2 separate regions of the Arachis hypogaea genome follow, and region 1 is linked to region 2. Evidence: chromatin contacts called from public Hi-C data. All regions are on one chromosome and are shown on one strand. Each heading gives the region's core, a stretch centred on a gene start, on an enhancer-like site or on the middle of the called end of the contact. The rest is flanking DNA. Distances are from core to core; before and after follow the strand shown. Region 1 overlaps LOC112775195 (serine/threonine-protein phosphatase PP1). Region 2 holds the start of LOC112775377 (probable serine/threonine protein phosphatase 2A regulatory subunit B''delta).

Region 1 (6,457 bases), core at 2,123-4,622, 690 kb after region 2:
GGTGAGAATATTGAGGTAGTGTGTATGGAGGTAGTGATTCAATGGGTTCTTGGGATTATAGGTGTTAGAATGGCGGTGGTTCTATGTATGGCTCATAGGGTTGGTGATACGGTGGATAAGCATTTGGATTTAGTTCCCATAGAGATGGTTGGTGGTAGTGGGGCGTGGTTTGAGGGTATTGTGGTTGAGGACAATGTTGAGGATGGGTCTATTGGAGTATGGTGGTTGAAGTTTATAATCATTGCAAGGGCCACCATATCCATTAGGTGGGTATGTATCATAGGGAGGATTATGATCATACTGGAGTGGAGGAGGTTGATGCCATGAAGGTTGATCTTGAGTGTAAGCACCCTCCACCCCCTGAATTGATTTTTCACTTCTTGGTGCAACCTGTCATTGAAATTGCCATTTTCTACAACATAACCAAAACCATACTCAAAGCCACAAGGATCAAAATTCATATGAAAAAGAGAAAATAAAAACAAAGAAAATTAAAAAGCAAAGAAAAACAAACTCCCATCTACTAGCGAAAACAAGAAAACAACCAAAAAGCAAATTATTTACAATATTCACATATTCACAATAGCCAATATTATGACACACATTTGCAACTCCCCGACAACGGCGCCAAAAATTCGATGAGGGCTAGATACCAGTTTAGAATTTCACAAGTTATAAAACTCAAATTTTGTTGCAAGCATAGTCCTAATCCAGCAAATAACCCTATCAAAGTTTAAATAAAGATTGTCATAAATCAAAATAAATAACCGGGAGTTTTAAATCTCGGGTCATTCTCCCACAGAATTGTAATCGGGTGTACGTATCATTGGCTATGAAAAATGGGGGGTTAGTAATAATAAACAAGAATTTAAAAGACAAGAAAGTAAAGAAAAGGCAATTAAACGCAAAGCAAGTAAAATAAAAAAGAAAGGAAATTCCATTAGCAAAAAGGTTTTGGCAAGAGTTGAGAGTCAAGATTTCTATCCGAGTCATTAACCACAAACATGGCAATTATGAAGAGTTAATCCCACTTAGTCAACGTCTACACATTGAGAAAAGTCAAGTAGATATAATTAATCTTAATTCAGAAATCATAACCAACTCACTAATTAGTTTAGTGATAGATTAGCATTAGTGGAAATCAAATTAACTAACAATCCTAAATCACCAATCAATATTAGACATCAATGACTCAAGGTCACCTAAGTTCTCAATTCCAAGCCAAGAATGAGAAAAAACTATTCAATAGCTAAGTGAGACATTTTATCGAATACTTAAAAGGTATGAAGATAAAATATGATCAATTGCAAGAGTTAATAAAATCAATAACTAATCAAAGCAAGAAATAAATACTAACAAACTAAACAAGCATATATAAAACTCAAAACGTAAATTTCATTAATGGAAACTCAAAATTTAAAGCTTCATAAACTAACAAAACAAAACAAAGTAACCAACACTAAATTACAATATTCTAAAAATCAGACCGGACCGGCCGGTTCAACTGAATTAACCAGAACCAGTCAGTTAACCGGTCCGGTTAATGCCTAAAACCTGTCTGTAAAAAACCGATAAAAAATCGGTCAAACCAGTAATTAACCGATGAACCGGTTGAACCAGTCGATTTTTTGAAGGCCGGTTCTCTCATTCACATCAAAATGGTGCCGTTTTGTTTTTTTTTTTTTTCAAAAAAAAGGAAACGCGTGAAGACTCCCAAATGCCCCTCTCCCTTCTCGCTCATTCTCAGTCTCAGTCTCAGTCTCACTCTCAACTGGCAAAATCCCTAATCTCAAAGGTGCCAGCTTTGGAGAGGAGCGGAAGAATGAGCGGAGCCCTCGAAAGCGGCAGAGGAAGGAGGCAGTGGAGTTGTGTTTGAGTTGATGTGCATGGCTTCTTCTCGTTGTTTCAGTGTCTCTCTCACTCTCACTCTCAGCCGCCACCACTCTTCTCCTCACTGTCTTTGTGCTCGTCGTAAAGCCCGCCTCTGTCCTCACCGTCATCGGCCGCCTCTTTCTCGTCGTCAAAATGCCTCTGTCTTCGAGCCATCTATCTCTCTCTGTGTGTCGAGCACCACGCTCTGCGAAGTGCGAACGTACCCGTGCCGAATTGGACTCTTCGCCGTCGCCGTGAGTTCTTCAATCCTCGTTGTTCCTCAACATCTTCTTTGTAGTCTTCTTTTTTTCACTGATTTTCTCCCTTTTTCACTTTGGTTTTTTATTTGTTTCCTCTGTTGTGTGTGAAATGAGTCCTTGATTATTTGTTAATTTTATTTATTCTGATTTCTGAGTTGCTTCACTTGTTTGTTGCTGATTTTTTTAATTATCAGTTAATAGTGCTATGATGCATTGTTGCACTACATTGTGTATGGTAATTCGTAATCTTCTCCATGTTTTTGTTAATGGAATACCGTGGTAACAGAGTATAGAGAATAAATGTTGAAAACTAGTGATCACATTGTGGAATTCTATATTCTGTAATGTATTTTTTTAATTATCCTCCTAATTTTGATATAATTTCAGATCCTGGATTTTGAATGCTGAATTGAATTTTGGTATAATTTTATAATGCGGAATAAAATTGATATAATTTTGGATTTTGAATTGCTGTAATTCTGAGTTTTGCTGTAATGGCTGAGGTTTTTATTTTGCTGTAATGGCTGAAATATGAAGTTGGGTTTTAAGGGGGGCAGGGGATAGTTTGTTTTGCACATCTTGAGAAAATGTTGCTGTTGAGATCGGTCCATAGTTATTTTTAATTGGTAATTTGGCATTAATTGAGTGAGTTTTGTCTAATTAAGTAATTATTGATATTATTATTGATTGTTGGTGATTGTTGATTGAATATGGATATAGTATTTTCTGCCATGATTTCTTTTAGTTATAAATTGTAATCTTTGAATTTGAATATAGAATTTTAATGATGAGATGAGATATAGTTTAGTTAGTGGGTAGGTTATGAAATTTTAAATTTTATTATTATATGAATGATTGAAAAAATTTAGAAGAAATTACAGAATATAGAATTCACATTGTGAAACTAAATATGATGTATTCTTAAATTTATGGTTGTAGTATATTGTATTTTTAATAATTTTATTTTATATTTAACTAAATCGGTTCGACCACGGTTCAATTACGGTTGGACTATTAAACCATTAAACCAGTTACTCGACCGATTTAATGACCGGTCCAGTTCTCGCCACCTTGCTAAATTCTAAGAGAATTAGGGTCTTTATTCTAGCCGTAGGAATTTTTTTTCCTTCCTGGTCATAAATTCAGGGTTTTCTTTTTGGACGTATAAGCCCAAGGTTTAAATCCATTCTCATGTTGGTTTGTTATTTTTTCTAACCTGAATTGAACACCTTAGATAATATGTTTTCAAAAATAATCGCGATTGAAGATGTTGGTTAGCGATGGGATATTCATTGTCGGAAACCCAATTAGATCCAGTCAAGTGAGGAAAACAGGCCGGGCATGTAACATAATTAATTGGTTTAAGTTGTCTAGACCAAGATAAAGTTCGGCCTGCAGCTAAAATAAAAAGGCTTTGGCTTATGGTTTGTGGCATTTTTTTTTAGGTACTAAATTTGGTTTGTTATTAACTCTGACTTAATCTAAAATCTCAAAAATAATGATATTTTTCCTGTTATAAAAAAATAATTAAAAGAAAGTTATAAAAATATTACTCTTATCCAATATACCAAATTCAATGTTTACAACAATATTTAAATTTTAAAGTATTTAAAATATACAAAAATATTTATAATAAAATATGAAAATTTAAAAAAGATAAACTATCAAAATCACCTTTGAATTTTAGAAATGTTGACAAAAATAATGCTCACTTTTGATAACGATAAAAATATCCTCAACATTATAAAACGTGTCAAAAATAATTAAAACTATTCTTTATAATAGCAAACAGCTTTTGTATTTGATAAATCACTGATATATTTTATTCAAAATTTTGTAAGAATATTTGGATAAATATATAAAAATTACATAAAAAAGATAAAAATTCGATCTCTAAATTTTTTATTTCATTTTTTAGAAGTATTTTGTCATTGATAAAAAATTGCAAAAAAAAAAAAAAATATTTCGTGTGAAATTATCCAATTTTAAGATTAAAATTCTCATTTTTCTGATCATGTTTACAAAAAATCGGATCAAAATCCAATCTTTTAAGCACTTTTTGACAATAAATATTTGATATTGGATATTTTTGTCACATTTTAAAATGTTTTGATGATATTTTTGTCATTAACAAAACTGGAAGGTATTTTTATCAATCTATTAAAAAATTGGGGATGATTTTAATAGTTTATTCCATAAAAAATTTAACAACTTTTTTAATTATGAAAAAATTATTTGTTTATTTATTTATATTCTAACATGTCTAGACAGACCTGATATATCTAATTAGACTAATTTATGAGTCTAAATCTGGTTTATATAAGTTTAGACTTTTAAAATTGTTTAGGCCAATTCTATGGTACCTATCAATTGTTGTCTAACTTTTGCCTAACTTACATTTTGTGGTAAATTTTGAATTTTTAAAAATAATTTATTTTTATATCTTTTAAATTAAATATTAATTTTTAACCTTTTTTAATAAATAAACACCACTTTTTAGACACGATAGCATTCATCAATTGTTTAAACCTGATCCTTTTTTGTGACAGGCAAAATCAGACCAGATTGAATACATGTACAGGCCTCTCACAGATCACCTAACCTCTCTAACAACAACCTCGCTCGGAATGTGCAGCACTAGGTAGGTTACCTTAGAAATTACCATCACAATTCATTTACCTTGTGTTTAGTCGTTCTATATGTTAGACTTCTCTGTTATCCATGTTTGTTCGAAACAAGTCTCGTATTTTGAATCTCTCTACTCAATAAAATTTGTTCTTGACTTCTTGCTATCTTTGAAACTTATTAGTTTTGTACTTATATAATAATTATATTGTATAATAATATTGAAGTAAGAATGACTACTTTTGGTACTAACTATCGCCGCTTTCAACTGAAAAAAAAAAAAAGACAAAACTTCACCTTAGAAAACCAAATCCGGGCGTTTATACTTGGAAAAGATACGCACAGTCAAAAGTCAAAAACAAGCGCGGGACTTAGCAGCAGCAAAAATAGCCATCAATTTTCCACCTATTGAGTTTGGTAAATAATAAAGTAAAATTGTTCAGCTACTCTACCAGTAAGAATCGAAAACATATTTTTAACCAAAGGGGTTGGTGCTCACTCATGATTCGCAATTTCGCATGACAGAAAATACCAACCCATTGTTGGGTTGTTCAAGATTGAAATATAGTAAAAGTTTTGGATAGGAGGATGAAACGTAAAGATCCATTTTCGTCTCAGAAACAAAACATCTGAAGAACACAAGAGCAAGACCTAAAAAGAAATTAACAAGGAGATTAAGCCACACCCATTACCAGCTTCAATTACTATCCACATTTAAACAATAGTTAAGTGCCTTTTCATGAAATAGTTTTTCAGCACCCCATTGACACATGCAGGTATATATCATCTTATACTTGATAAGCTTAAAAGTCACAAAAAAACATATCAGCGTACAATGAAAACAAAGGACTCAATGCAAATTTTTGTACCAGTTAGAAAAACAATGTTCTACATAGTAGTTCACGAGGATGATGATGTTTCTTTTCTTTTTTTTTTTTTACAATTCCCAAATATCATAGACGACCAAATGGTACTCAACTATCCTTTTTCTTGCAACTACTGCATCTTCTTTGACCAAGCTGACCCTGTTGTGGCAGCCAACTATGACAGCTTCGTGACCACACTGACTTCATGCATCAGCAACCCCTTTTTTCGCCAAAATTTGCTTCATACTTTTGTACCTAGGAAGGACTGCAAGATAGCAAATTGCTAATCATATCAATTATTTATTAGAAACAACAAATGATAGGAAAAGCATTTACCCACTAGTGAATCAAAATAATGTGGTAAATTGATCTAGATTCTGAAAGATCAAGAAATTGCTGGTGTTCTACATTTCACAAGGAAACCAAATTGAATGCAACAGTATCCATCATTGTGGTGAGACCATTTGAAAAATTGATTCATCCAACAAATTTGGTTGTTGCAGAACATTTTGGTTGATTTTTCAGGATAACGAGCTTTCTTTTTTCAATTGCTAAACTCAATTTCCCTAAATGTTTTCCACGTAAAAATATGTTAAGTACCAAAGGGAAGTGGAAAACCACATCTTAGAGCTAGCTATTAAGGGAGATGAATCACTCTCCTTAAATACATCAAACATCTCATACTACCCGATGTGCGACTCTGGACACCCCATAATATCCAAGTCCTTCACACAATATGACAATTCAAATTTCCCAATTATGATGGAATCTACAAAGATGAACCATATAGTACACAAGGAAAATACTTTTACAGTGGGAAAAAAAACTAGAAAA
Region 2 (7,051 bases), core at 1,330-3,829:
TGTTTGGGTGTATTCTGCAGATCTCTATGAAGACCGTCATATATGGATTTCAATCTATCTGGATCACCACTTCTGGGCAGGGATGAGAAGCACACAAAGGAGCGAGAGCGATTTATATATGATTACTCTGAATTTTGTTGCAGTTATTTGTATAGCATTGTGTAACTGAATAATTCGTGAACATTGACTGTGAAACTAACGCGTGAACATAAATCTGTGGATTGAATCTAACGTATTAGTTTTGATTAATTATCTGCAATTTATAGCAGACGCTCGGGTATAGATCAGACTTTTTTGGGTGTATTTTTGGGGGAAGTGTGGGTGTATTTACAGTTTATGGCTTTTTTTGTTATTTTAGTTGAGTTGTTGTTCGGGTGTATTAGATCAGAATGATTGGGTGTATTTTTTGTTTTTGACATGGTGTATTCTGCAGCCTCTCTCTGTTGATGACCAGTTTGTTAAATTTTATTGAAAAGGATGTGAGGAATTACATTACGAGAGAAGTGCGAGAAGCGTGGGTGTGCTTAAAGACTTATTTGATAGGAATTGGAATGATTTTCTGCTGAATTTTGGTCTTGTGGACAACAAGTGACTTTCAGGTAATGTTTGTTTAAAATCTGCAGCAGAGGTGTAAATTTAATTTTCTTTCGGGTGTATTTATAGTCTGTGTTTGGGTGTATTCTGCAGATCTCTATGAAGACCGTCATATATGGATTCCAATCTATCTGGATCACCACTTCTGGGCAGGGATGAGAAGCACACAAAGGAGCAAGAGCATGCATTCTTTTAGGTGTAAAAGCAGTGTTCTTTTGGGTGTATTTCTGAATTTTCTTGTATTTCACATTTTACATATATATACATATATATACTTCAGAATATTGTTTTTATGTTATAAAATACTATTTGTTTTTTTTTACAACGGTTTAAGGGTTTTAGGTATTAGGATTTAGGGTTTTAGGGTTTACGGTTTAGGTTTTAGGGTTTACAGGTTAGGGGTTAAGGTTTAGGTTTTAAGTGTTTAAGGTTCAGGGTTTTAGGGATAAAGCATCAGGGGGATAGATTTTTGGGTGTATATTCAACTTTCTTTGGGTGTAAAAAATGGCAGGTTATGAGTGTATATTTGGTTTGATGTTTTCCTTCATATTATAGTACCTGTAATTCATACATTTTGAATACAGCAGAGAGAGTTTAATTATTGAAAGAAATTTTACAATAAACTGGATTATAATTGAAAAATTTTTACAGCATGTGTTCAATTTGTTACAGGACTATATAATATTTACATTAATCAGTGTCAATATCCTTAGAATCTATCTGACAATTTGGTGATGCACCCTTAGCGGCGGGATGTGCATCAGGCCACCAAATCCCAAATCCCTAACAATTGTTTTCTTCTCCTCGCTCATGTTTCTGAATTTCTCACTTAACAAATGTGTTGCACACTTAAGGTCTTTGATTTGCTGTAAACAAAGCAAAATTATAGTCAGATATATTTCTATTATATAAAACTGATTTCATCTAAGACATATATTTGTTCTTACATTTTTTTCAGCTTGGTTTCTGCCTGCCATTTTTTCTGAAATTAAAAATACACCCATAGATATCAGTAAGATACACCTATAGATATGAGTCAGATACACCCATAGATATCAGTCAGATATCACTCAAACATGGATTAATATACAAGGTCAAGCAACATTACAAGGTCAAGCAATATACACCCATGGACAAGCAAATATTAGAACAGTTGCAACTGTTGACTATATTACAGTATATCAGTTCAGAAATATACACCCAACAAATTATGCTATATACACCCAACAAAATACTCAATATACACCCACCAAATCACGCAATATACTCCCAAAAATCAGTTACCAGAAGAACTAGAACAACAAGAACAGTAACACCTAGAACAACTAAGAAGAACAGAATAACCTAGAAGCAAGAATAACAATAAAACCTAGAACAAGTAGAACATTAAAAACTGTAAAATGAGACCTAGAACAAGAAGAACAGTAAAACCTAGAAGAACGTAGAAGAATAATAAAACCTAGTTCTTCGTTTTTGAAATGTGGAAAATATACAATATGAGTAAAATAGTAACGTAACGTACCTTGAGTATTATAACTTCGTTTTTTCTGGAGATTGTTGATCGAGAGTTCTATGTTGTGTTGATGGAGAGTTCTAATCTTCGCGACGAGTCCTATCTCTGCAGTTTGGAATGTTGCTCGAAAACGGACGGTTTGTGTTTTCTTCGAAGGACTTGGAGAAGTGGAAGAGTGCGCCATTAAGGAGCGCTATTTTACGAAGAGCAATCGTTGAGTGGGGCGCGTGTAGTTTACGTTCCATTCAAAGAGAGATGAGTGCGCGTGTGAATGAAGTGTGGACTGGAAACTTGTAAAACTTGTAGAGCCTCTTTGCTTGTATGTGTAGCAGACCCCTAAAAAATATAACATTCTAGTAATAAAAAATAAATAAAAATGTTATACTTAATACGTAGCTTCAACACCTAATACCTAAAGAAAAGAACACCCTTCGGCACAATATAATCTCCCCACCATGTAGCTATAGGACCTGATTAGTAGAAAAAATCGATTTTTTTTTTCATGGTCCATGACCACGTGTCACTGTTTCCACTATTCCTCTCAAATCTCTATTTTCTATCTTCCTGGACTAATTTCTAATTAGAAATTATAGAAGTGATCCACTAGTGCTTCTCCGAAACTTTTTTTTTTCTCTTTTTTTTTTTCCTACCCAGTTTGCTAAATTATTTCTCCTTTCTCCCTCCAAAATCGCTTGGATCTCTTCTCAAGCACAATTTTTTTTTCCACCAACTATTCAATTTCTCTCTCACTTTCCTTCATTTTCCGTCCTCAGATCACCGTCACCGTATTTTATATCAATTCACACTGCTAATTGACTAATTGATTTGATTCCAATTTCCAACGCCACAAAGATCTAGGGTTTCCGCTGAATCCCGCAGCTCCTCAACCGCATTCAATCATCCAATCGTTTACACGTTCTTCGATTCAAACCCATTGAAATTCAGCTCGCTACAGTCTCGAAAGAATTGTAAAAGAAGAATTTTGATTGAAAGAGTCGGTGTGATTTTGATCTATCTTTGTGGTGTGACAGTTTTGTGTTCTGGTGAATGAGAGATGAGCATGGAGGTGGTCGTCGATGCGGCGTCGTTGGACGTCGAGCTGTTGCAGCTACCGGAGCTTTCCGGATTGGCACTCAAGTCTAACCTCAATTTCGTCGAGAAGCTCTTCGACCAGTGGCTTTCTCTTCCAGACAGCAATCGACTGGTATGCGCCTTTATCAGTTTCCGAATTGGCGTCTTTGCTGCATTGCCGGGTTTCTTGAATCAGTCTCTTAGCTTTTGTTCTGTCCCTTTTTTTTGGGTTATATGTGTTATATATTTTCATGAATGGCGTGAAGAATGAATGATCTGATTTAATAGTTCTTTACTCATGGTTGTTTGGTTGGCGAAGGATTGTGAGAAAGATGAGGTGCTTGAGTGATTGGGATTAACCAAAAAGGGGAATGATGTTGCCACTTGACCGCTTCAGCCTAAAAATTTCTGCCATTAAAGATAAACCAAAGGTTTTTATAGCGTTGCACAGATCCTACCCTGTGAGAATCATATCATTTTTTATATGCTTGTTTGTTCCTATTGACGTGGTAGGATTTACCATCTCCTAAGCTATATGAGTAAGCTCATGTTGGTAATCCAAATATACAATACAAACTACTAATTGACAATGATACACTTGACAACCTTTTAGTTCTTGAAAGATTTTGTGTCATCAATTTAATCCTTAAAAATACATGTGACGTCAGTTTGGTCCATAAAAGATTTGTGACATCTTCATTCCCTGAAAGATACATGTAACATCTTGAGTCCTTGATAGATATATGTGACGTCAAATAAGTGATAAGTATCATGCATCTTTCAAGGATAAAATTGATGTCCAATGTATATTTTAAGGGCCAAATGAATGTCACATATATCTTTGAGGGACTAAGTTGATGCCCACAAATTTCTTCTAGGGACTAAACCGGTATCTTGCTTATCTTTTTAAGATTAAATTGATGTTGCAAATCTTTCTGGGGCTGAATTGCTATTTTAGTCTATGGTTTAAGTATTTCTCCTTGAAGACTCTACACAATATAACTAGTGTAGGTTTTATATTGGAATCACATCTGGGTTGCTAAATGTGTAGGTAACATCACTGCTCAATGAAGCAAAGTCAGGTGCTCCTTTGAACGTCACTGGAAATTGCTCTAGTCCAAATGCTTCAAGTAATTCGTTGCCTTCCATGTTCCCTGCTGGCACTGCTCCGCCTCTTTCACCAAGAAGTTCATCTGGTTCCCCTCGCATAGTGAAACAAAGAGCTGGCCCTTCCAATTTGAGCTCCCCTTTGAAAGTTGTCAGTGAGCCAGTTAAAGAAGTGATACCTCAGGTCTGGCAAATCTAATACATTTTCTTAAGTAAAATTTATTAGAAACAGAGGAAGCGAGAGTACATCTAAAAGAGGATAGGATTTGGATCATGTGAAGTGAGCATGCTTGTAAAGTGAAGTGGGATCTAACTACCATTGGATCGTTTACTAGAACCTATACACAATGGAAGTTATTGATTCAAGGATAGTCAATCCTTTGCTTTTCTGTGCTAGAAGAATGGTCACTTTAAATGATCTAAATTCCAGAGGATATGATGTCCTCCTAAAATGAAAACGTCACATGGAATAATAAGGGAAAAAAAGCAGGCCAAGTTGCCCTATCCCATTTCTTATGCAACATGGCAACTTTCTGCAACAACCATTATCAGAACCACAAATAGAGGCCATACATACAGTCTTATCCCATAGTCCCCTAGCAAATTGATGGACAGACAGACACCTTTAAATAAAGGAGCATTGCATTCAAGCCAAACCCTAAAGGATTGCATAAACTACACATTGCCACAATACTCGGGCCTCATTATTGTTATAAAGCCTGTTACTTATTTGTATGAAGCTGTTCCAAAGTTGGGAAATACCCAATGCTTCCCAAAACCCTGCGAATACACAGCAAGTAATATAATTAGTCATTTAAAGATGCACTGTTGAGTTCTGTTAATATTTTAGTTGGTGCTACATTTCTGTTGCATGTGATTGGCTCATTTATTATTTTCTTTTTTCCTTCTGTGTTTATGCTTGTAACCTAAATATATGCTTGCAGTTCTACTTTCAACATGGACGTCCTCCTCCAAATGAACTGAAAGAACAATGCATGTTAAGAATTGATCAGTTATTCCATGATCACTTGGATGGCCTGCAGATGCATGGTGAGATATCATGTTTATAAGTAGAAGATAGCCTGAAGGGAGCAGTGTTGTAACTGGGAAAAACCGAAAAAGTTTTGAAATAAGTTTGACATTCTGGTTTCCTAAGTAATCACACTCACCTCTCTTGAAGTTGAGCAAAAATTAACATATTTGTTATACTTGCCATGCCAGAATTCAAATTACTTACCAAGGAAGTATGCAAGCTGCCATCTTTCTTTTCAACTTCACTTTTCAGAAAGATTGACAACGGAACTGGTGTTGTGACAAGGTGTGTATTTCATTAATCTGGAAACACTAGTTGTGGCTGTAAATTTTGTTGTGCAATGTTTGGTGAATCTTGTTTGAGCTGTTGGTCACTTCATTGATTGTTGTCTAGATCCTGAGTAGCTTTAGAATCATTGGGTCATTCAGAAAGATTATTCATAATTGTGCTCTAGATTATTGCATTATTTCTTTTTGTAAAATCATTTGTGGGACTTTCTTTCACTGGTATATCAAACGGAGAGTTCAACCATTTGCTTGCTTCTTGACTACATTATCCAATCCCCAGTTTTCTTTTCAAAAGATGAAATTGTTCCCTATGTATTGAGATTTGCATTTGAAATTGTGTTAGGGACTTGGGTATTATGGGTGCTCAAAGTCCCACATCGAGTAGTATGGGATGCTTGATGTTGTATATAAGGAGAGTGGTTCTTCCCCTTTAAGAAAGCTAGCTTTTAAGGTGTGGTTTCCCACTTTCCTTAGATACTATAAGAACCACTCTCCTTATATACAACATCAAGCATCCCATACTCTCGATGTGAGACTTTGAGCACCCATAATACACAAGTCCCTAACAAATTGTTATTGAAGTATTGTCAAAATTTCCATCAACATATGAAGATTGAATTATGATTTCTTTCTCCATATCTTTGATTGCTGATTGCTTTTGTTTCTAGTACTAAATTGGGTCATATAGAACTTGTTTCTTTTTCCTAAATCATCTCCTGCTTAATATTCAGGATTTTTTATCCTTTATTTATATATATTATGTACAATGCATTATGCATCTGACATCGCACTGTCAAGGGCTGAGCCAGAGGAACCAAAATTAAGGAGACACCAAGGGGAAGAGATGAAAAAGTCAACAATGAGATCATACACTAAAAAGTTAATACAGTATTTATCTGAAAAGTGCTAGTCATTATTTTTGTCACTAAACAAGAAATCTACTTGTCAAACTGTCATTTATAGTGGGGCAGTATGTTTTGTGGTGTCCTGCTCATGTGTTAAGAATGCTTCCTGCAGAATCTTTTCTCCTTTCGCAAACATAAATCTTCATGTTTTGGCACCAGATCCTGTGCTGATTAAATTTGTCTGAAATTTTGCCTTATTGAAGTATTAAATATGGGTTGGATTCTCTCCTTGCTCTTCACGTAGGGAGTTATTGGTGAATTACTGGTTTTCGTTTATTATTATTTTGTAGTATGTCCTAGTACTTGTTTAATTCCTTGATTTGATATTCCTGTAGGGAAGCATTTATTGATTATTGGATTAATGGCAACTTGTTGACAATGGATATAGCAACTCAAATATTCACAATTTTAAAGCAACCACATCTGAAGTACCTTACTCAGGTTTTTGATTCTATATATTTTTGTCTACTTATCATTTCATTTAGTATCATTTACCTCCTCCATACAGTGATCAGTCTTTAAATATTTATCAGAATATGTT

What was found. Hi-C and Micro-C count contacts between places; a contact is called where the count stands out from the background.
Region 1: a contact with region 2 is called in a Hi-C map of leaf, with 4 times the contacts expected there. The contact joins the enhancer-like site here to the promoter of LOC112775377 in region 2. A contact is called at or near these places in 4 of 8 Hi-C or Micro-C datasets (leaf and an unstated tissue).

What each region holds. Positions count from the first base shown.
Region 1 is chr19:55,679,564-55,686,020 of arahy.Tifrunner.gnm2.J5K5, forward strand. It overlaps LOC112775195 (serine/threonine-protein phosphatase PP1), which reads right to left. Exons shown (of 4, transcript XR_003189485.3): 4 at 5,535-5,888. Among protein-coding and RNA genes, the nearest start is that of LOC112775195, 7.4 kb to the right of the region's middle. Within about 2 kb of position 3,373, at least 2 of the 3 cell types and tissues checked have open chromatin away from gene starts, as enhancers often do.
Region 2 is chr19:54,993,845-55,000,895 of arahy.Tifrunner.gnm2.J5K5, forward strand. It overlaps LOC112775377 (probable serine/threonine protein phosphatase 2A regulatory subunit B''delta), which reads left to right and starts at 2,580. Exons shown (of 14, transcript XR_003189533.3): 1 at 2,580-3,311; 2 at 4,230-4,469; 3 at 5,230-5,335; 4 at 5,507-5,603; 5 at 6,846-6,951.